Regions from separate parts of the Mus musculus genome. Here region 1 is linked to region 2. The links are chromatin contacts, called in public HiCAR-type maps. All regions are on one chromosome and are shown on one strand. Each heading gives the region's core, a stretch centred on a gene start, on an enhancer-like site or on the middle of the called end of the contact. The rest is flanking DNA. Distances are from core to core; before and after follow the strand shown. Region 1 has its middle 65 kb from the start of Gm22312. Region 2 overlaps Gm38863 (a long non-coding RNA gene).

Region 1 (4,034 bases), core at 1,360-3,859, 210 kb after region 2:
AGAGATCAGAGTGGACTTCAACAACACAGCGCAGCATTCTCTGGACATGACAGGATCAATGTACTCATAAACTCACGGAGCTGTTGGTTGCTTCCATGAGACCTCCACAAGATCAGGCCAGTTCTGGCATGGAGTGGGGGTAGGCTCATGAGCCCCCTCTAGCTGAGGAGATATTGATAGTTGATTGTTTTTTGTTTTTGTTTTTGTTTTTTTTTGAGAGGGGGAGTCAGTTTTTTTAAGGGTGTGCCTCTAGTAGGTTACCCATACTTCAATGGATGACCCCACACCCATGAATATAAGATCAGCACAAATTGGACTTTGTGGGTATTTTTTAAGAAATATAAATCTGGGAAGGGGTTAGAGAGTGGGTCTGAGAGGGTAGGAGAGATGATCAAAATACACTGATGATCAAAATGTGAATGATCAAAATACATTGTATGAAGGTATTAAATTCCCAAAGAATTAATAAAAATACCATTTTTTAAAAAATAAGGAAATACAAACCAAAGTTCTCCATCCAGCCCAGGACCTAGTCACTGTGTTACCCTGGGCAATCAGTGTCATGGTAGTCACCTGGCCACCTACAGGATGGGGGAGCTAAAGCAACCATCCCCAATGTCCCTCCTGCTTTCTTCTAAGAATACCTCCAAATCCGACAAGTATTTTAACATCAGGCTTGAAGTAACTGCAGTCATGGAAAACCTAAGAGTCCTTTGTTACATAAAGAAACTGCCAGGATAATAGGAAATACAAACCGCTTGTATAAACGTGGCTAAAAAAGAAAACTTAAGAGAGAGACCTCTTAGCAAGGCTTTAGAAAGACTCTGAGATAATATCCTGAGAGGATATAGCTTCTCATTACCATCTTTCGGTCCAAACAGCCAAAGAATGAGGCGTTTCCCTCTGGTCCCCTGGTCCCCTGGTCCTCTGGTCCTTGCCGTGAGTGCTCCTCCCCAGCCTTGTTTTCCTGTATTGGATAACTAGTAACAGCTTCCTTGGCCTAGCCGTCAGCTGGCTTGTGATTTATAAAACAGACTCCAAAGCAACCTTTGCCTTGCTGGACACTGAGAATTAGGCTTTCTGTACCTTATAGCATTCTGAGGGAGTCTTAACCTGATACTTAGCTGATACAGAATACTGTGTCTGTGTAAGGCAGAATAGTCCTCAGCCTGCCACAGAGCCAGGTCCTTGGCATGCCAGGAAATAGATGCTTTTTGTTCAGGAACAAATCACTGCCCAGACCTCTCCGCAGAAGCAAATGTCATCCTGTCATTATTTTCTCCCTGACCTGTGCTCGGGGCACAAATGCATTTCCCAGCAGTATCAAGCACTGTTCTCTGGAAGCTCCATCCTGCAGCCTCCCTATCCGTGATAGGGATGGGGGAGGGGACTCCCGGCACTGCCATGGAGTATGTGCCCTCTTTTGTGTGCCTAATTGTCCATGTAAAAAGCACGAAGGTAATTACTGGGGCAAAATCCACACAGGAATGTCAGTGGGTGTATTATCTCGTAGTCCAAAGAAATAGTGGGGAGTGGAAATAGCTTTTGAGCACGTACAATTCGTCAGTTCTCAGGTGTCAAATTAAATCCAAATAAGAGCCGTGGAGAATGCAGGCTTCTATTCCCATGTTATGAAGCCAATTGCCCAGTGCCTCCCCTGGCACATTAGTTAGTTTTTCATTACAGTATTCAAAATAAGTCACATAAAAAAATTAAGGGAAGAAGAATTCACTTTGACTCACAGTGTCACAGGGATCAAAGGACAATCCTTTGGACCTCCACACGTAGGAGCATATCATGGTCATGTGAACATGTGGTAGAAGTGTTTCTTTGCCTCATTTTGGATGGGAAACAGAAAGAGGGAGACAGGAAAGGGGCAGGGACAAGATACCCCAAGAACCTGCCCCAGTGATGATATACTACCTCCAACTGGGCCTGTATTCTAAAGATTCCAGAACTCCCCCCCCCCCCCATAGCTCCACCAACTGGGAACTAAATGTTCAACAACTAAGCTCTTGTGAAACTAAGCATTTCATCCCCAGATATTACAGTCATATAGCTACTACTGAGCTGAAATCCAGGTCCAGATTTGCTTATTTTTCAAGCCTGAGTTTCTTTCCTTGCTCTTGGAATACCCACATACCACTTGATGTTCCCGAGAACACATGCACGATTTCCTAGTTTTTACACCGATGAAGTTTCCAACATGATGGGTAGGGCTTTCCCTATAAGTGTGTCATAAGTAAGTTTTCTTTAAGAAGAACCTGAAATTTTAAAGCATCTTGCTTACTTGAAAAGACAGATCACAGGCCACATTACAAACAAAATAGCTCCCCCTAGAGTTTCCACTCGGTGAACATTCAGACTTCAGGAAGTCAGGGTTGGAAGAAAAGCCCCTGGTCAGATGTTTTGCAAGGTGTGCGTTGCCTCTTATTGGAGAATGATTGTCATTCCATCTGCTAAGAGAGGTTTTGCTACTACTGTTCAGGACATCCCTTCCACACTTAGCAAACTTTCTTTAGTGTCCACAACAATTATGGGGGGTCAGGGGTTGAGTGTTGAGGAGATCGCCGTGCTGAGTCTAGTGCGGGCGTTGGATTTGACCTACTCTAGACGTGCTTTCTGGCGGCAGAATTCCCTTCAGGCTTCCAGCGCGTATCTGGCAAACGAAACCACTGTCAGCCATCCAAGCGCTGAGATTCCTTGGTGACATCACTAGGCCCTGCGCCCATAGCCTCCCCTCGCAAAGCTGTGCGTCAGCATCACCTCAGGGACACTGGGCCAACGTGTGCTCCCATGGGTCTACAGCAAGGGAACACAGTTCATGATGCAAAGGCTGACGGGAACTTCTTGTAGTGATGAATGGTCAGTGGGCCTGGGACATCAAGAATGTAAACAACCTAATGGCCTTTGCTTTCATTATCCCTTCCAACAGCAAGCTCTCTGCGCTGCTCTCTGATTTGATTCCTCTCCAAAAGCATTTTCTAAGGGATCTGGGGAGATGGAAAACTTTTCATACCGCCCATGCAAAAACGACTCTTTAGTGGATAAAAGAAATGACATGGGTAATAATCAGACCTTCACTTTTATTGATGGTGTTGATGAAGGGATGAGATGATGTGGCAAATTTTAAAGCATACAAAAGCTGTGAGATCATGAGGGCATTTTCATATAATGTACTTTGAGCATATTCCCTCTCAAACTCCCTTTTCACCCTTCCACCTCTTTAGTCCTCTTCCCCTGTAGATACTTTATCATCTACTTTCATGTTGTATATGTACACATATGTGATTATATATATATGTATATGTGTATACATATATATATATATATATACATATATATATGCATATACACATACACAAATAATCTAGGAATCATAAACGTGAGGCAGCATGTGATGCTCCCATATCTAAGGCTGGCTTATGTCATTTAACAGTTATTTACAATTGTGTCTATATTCCTCCCCAAAATATAACTTCATTCTTCTTTATGGCTCACCATAAAGATCCTTTGCACATCTATATATCACAGTTCCTTCCTTACTCCTCTGCTGATGAATGCCTGTGTTGTCTCTATAACTAAGCATTGTGAACAGAGCTGCAGTAAATGCTATGTGTCCATCTGTGATAGGTTAATTCTTCATTGTTCAAGTAAGTACCCAGGAGTAGTATAGCTAGGTCAGACTCTGGGTATAGTTTTTGTTTTTCTGCAAGGAGCAATATTGAGTTCTATAGTGGTTGGATGAATTTATATTCACCCCAGTAGGGTACAAGTGTTCATTTCTGTCAGCATCCTCACCAGCATTTGTTATTACTAGTTTTCCTAGTCACTGCCATTCTGATTAGGGTGAGAAATTTCTCACTATAGTGTTTCTTGGTATTTCTCTGATGGTTAGTGAAATTGAACATTTTTTTTCTATATCCTTTGATCGTTGTGCTTCATCTTCTACCACCTGTCTACTTCTTTGGCTCATCTGTTGAGCTGTTGGTCACTGGTTGCTGGTTGCTGGTTGGTTGCTGGTTGCTGGTTTC
Region 2 (3,582 bases), core at 372-2,871:
ACCAACACACACACATACACACACATACATCAATACACACACACATACACCAACACACACACACATACACCAACACACACATACACCAACATACACACATACACACTCCCACACACCTTCATACACACACATATATACCCACCCATACATACACACATACACTCACTCACGCATACATACACATGTACACACCCTCCCACACATACACACACACACACACACACACACACACACACACACACACACACGTCCTCCAAACTGCAGATTAGAAAACAAACTTTTATAAAAATCTATTTTTCTTTTTCACTAAGTAGTAAAGCTCATACCCGTAAGACATCACAGTTAATGATTCTTGAAAGCAAATCTGGAATTAAATTTGACAATTACAGACTAAATTAGACAATTACACTAAAACATTAGGGAAGTTGTGAAATGCTTTCTTTAAAGCTATAGGATTCAGTTCTCAGCAAAGGGAGCCAAACATTCCCTTATTAATTTAGTGTTTTGGAAAGGAGACAAATTGTTGGGTAGGTAAGACAAAAGACTGGAAATCTACAGGCATTTCAGTTTCCAGTCCAAGACAGCTGTTGGGTGATATCACCCAGTGTGCAAATAGCTGTGCATGGAGGGAATTAGCAGATGAAAAGGTAGAACACTTGATACGGGTGTGTAAACGTGCTTTCTCTGTCTCTTTGCATTCTCCTTATAGATCGGCACACCTAAAAGTAAAGTTACGTAGGATGGCATTTATAAATTGTAAAGACACAGGAAAGGGTTCAAGACAGCGAGGCTGGTAGGGGAAGATAAACATTTCAAGATTCAGATCGTGTTGATGCCCAAATTCAGTCAGTAAGGAAACAGCTAGAAGGGCTATTCAACTCTCAGCTTCCTTCCAAGGAATAAAGATCTGGCTATGGGCAAAGGAAATGCCAAGAAAATGCCAATTTGTGTCATACTAACATCTCTCTCAAGGCTGAGTCTGGACTTGGAGAATGTGAACCACTGGCTATGGGGAACAGTTGGCTCTGAGGCTTTGTGATTTGGGTTTTTAGAATAGCTGAGGGAAATCTGAGCAGAGAGCAACAGAGACGCCCACTCATTAGACAATGTACTAACATCAGAGAATCAGCTGCAGTGAGCGGCAGAGTCAACCTTTGCGTGGCTCCCAAGGTGAACTCAGAGAAATGGAACACCTAAAGACATGTTTGGAAATGATTTTGTTAGAGACAGACAGCAACTGCTAGGGGGAAGGAAGAAAGGAAATGCAAGAAGCACTTTAAAGTGAGATGCTGTAAGTGAGAAGTCCTGGTGTGTGTGTGTGTGGGGGGGGACGGACGGAGAGGTGGGGGGGCACGAATGAAGGAGGGATGTTCTGTAACATAGTAGCTGTCCTCTTTCAGACCAAATAACCGTCAGAGGCTACCTTCCTCCCAGGTGGCAGGGCAGCGTGGTTTAGGATAACCACTAATGTCTCCTACAGCCTTCATATGCTCCTTTCTGCATTTATAATTTTCATAGAGGCAGCTTCCTCCAAAGTAAGTAATGAGTGTAAGACGATGCTCTTTGGGGAGTTGTAAAGACAGTCTAAGAACAAGTCATCTCAGAGTAACAAACTTCCCAGCCAGAGATCATTTCCATTGCATAATGGACGTAGCCTGGAGCTTTCTCTCTTTTTCTCCCCCACATCTACCCAGTTGTGTCATTCTTTTACTTACCTCATCGGGGAAATCATTGTTTAAAAACTGAATATAAATGATGAAATATTCCTTGATTTTATCTCTTGCAGAAAAATATCTTTCGTCCTTCACTTCCCGTCATAGAAGAGTTTGGCCCAAATGGGCGATGAATTGCTCTGAGTCTTCTGACAGTCCCAGAGGGAGGACTGAGAGTAAAAATAACTAGCTGATTACCAATAGGGAGCAAATTGGCCACTTGAGACCTCAGTGGCTGGAATGACAAATGAGAAGAAAGGAAAATCCTCATCAGGGGACCAGACTTTCTGATTAGTCCAAAGCCTTACATTTACGACTGCTTCCCTGGCCTATCTCTCTCCCTGCTGTGGGATGATTTACATCTGATTGGACATCATTTTGTATTGGGGCAGTCATTTCTAAAAGGGTGTGTGAAAGACTTTGAAGTACTTAATTACAACCAGGAGGCATTTAGGGCTGAGCAGCTAGATGGAAGATACTCTGTGTCTTAGGCTCCTGGAATGTGCATTTACACAAAGAGCCTGGTTGGTTTGGTCTGAGTACTACACTCCTATCTCTCTGAAAGGCACTTGTCTAATGTTTTCTCTACAGTGGAAGAAAAGGCAGACTCCATGTTTTCAGCACGTGTGGGGGCTTACTGTTAATAGTCAATTACTAAAACATCCAATAATTTGGGCTCTTTTGAAGAATGGTATTTTCTTTTCTTTTTCTCTTTCTCTCTTTTTTTTTTGTTCTGTTTAACCAGTCTTCATTTAAACTGGCTCACCCAGAGGTGGGACAGAGTCAATAACACACCAGGAACCTGTTTGGAAGTACTAAGTGGTGGTTGCATGAAAAGGGAAGGAGGATCAACCACTAACACCTACATGGACAGAGCCCCACCAACTTTAAGAATCAGGAAGAAACTGGGTGTGGTGGCACACGCCTTTAATCCCAGCACTCAGGAGGCAGAGGCAGAGGCAGGCGGATTTCTGAGTTCGAGGCCAGCCTGTTCTACAAAGTGAGTTCCAGGACAGCCAGGGCTATACAGAGAAACCCTGTCTTGAAAAACCAAAAAAAAAAAAAAAAAAAAAAAAAAAGAATCAGGAAGGAAGAAAAGTGGATGGGGAGTTTAATGTAAGCAATCAAAAGAGAATCCAGGGAGAAGCGATCTCTGCTTCGAAAAATGGATAAAACTATGGTAATTTCTGAAGGGAAACCACTTGATTGAGCAACGGTACTAAGAGTTTTTAGTTTTATAGTGGGGGGAGGGGCACACTGGTGCACAGGATGCTATATATGTGCAGAGGGTGGAGTAGGCTATTACTCCCTATCTTACTACTTCAAGACAGGGTCTCTCATCAAACCCGGAGCTAGGCTGATGGCTACCAAACCCCAGAGATCCTCTTGTCGTGGCTTCCCCCAGGCCTGGGGTTGCACTCATAGGTAGCTATATCCTAACTTTTATGTGAAGTCCAGAGATTTGGCCTCAGGTTCTCATTTTCATAAAAAGAATCGTTATTACCCATTGGTCCATCTTACCCTCCCAATAGAACTGACATAAAGACAATAAATAGTGTGGAGTAGAAATATCTGTCTTGAGGAAAGCCATGCGGAGATCACAACGGTCAAGATGAAAATGGATTTAAATGTTGTGTGTATACATGAGCTTTCAGTACTGAGAAGGGAAATGGGCTTGATCATAAAAATGCCAGAGAAATATTGTGTATTCTGGGTATGGCTAGGACCACTTGAAAGCTAGCCACTTCACAGAAGGCACCAGCAAAACAATATTTCGTGAGACTTTCCCAATGGTAAAACCAATGGGGAAGATTTCTTCTGGGTGAGGAAAGATGAACCAACCACAGCAGAACCTGAATGTGATTTCTTC

The links. HiCAR-type assays count read pairs that join an accessible place to other places.
Region 1: a HiCAR-type map of fibro-adipogenic progenitors shows a contact between it and region 2, with 2.3 times the contacts expected there. The contact joins two enhancer-like sites. A contact is called at or near these places in 4 of 484 Hi-C or Micro-C datasets (the HL-1 cell line, embryonic stem cells, nephron progenitors and 1 more) and 2 of 115 datasets of contacts at active chromatin or transcription factors (cardiomyocytes and fibro-adipogenic progenitors).

Annotation. Positions count from the first base shown.
Region 1 is chr6:93,443,007-93,447,040 of GRCm38.p6, forward strand. No RefSeq gene overlaps it. Among named protein-coding and RNA genes, the nearest start is that of Gm22312, 65 kb to the right of the region's middle. Within about 2 kb of position 2,610, at least 43 of the 459 cell types and tissues checked have an H3K27ac peak or open chromatin away from gene starts, as enhancers often do. A contact at or near this core is called in fibro-adipogenic progenitors, where this site is marked.
Region 2 is chr6:93,234,195-93,237,776 of GRCm38.p6, forward strand. All of the region lies in intron 3 of Gm38863 (a long non-coding RNA gene), which reads left to right. Among named protein-coding and RNA genes, the nearest start is that of Gm38863, 42 kb to the left of the region's middle. Within about 2 kb of position 1,622, at least 20 of the 459 cell types and tissues checked have an H3K27ac peak or open chromatin away from gene starts, as enhancers often do. A contact at or near this core is called in fibro-adipogenic progenitors, where this site is marked.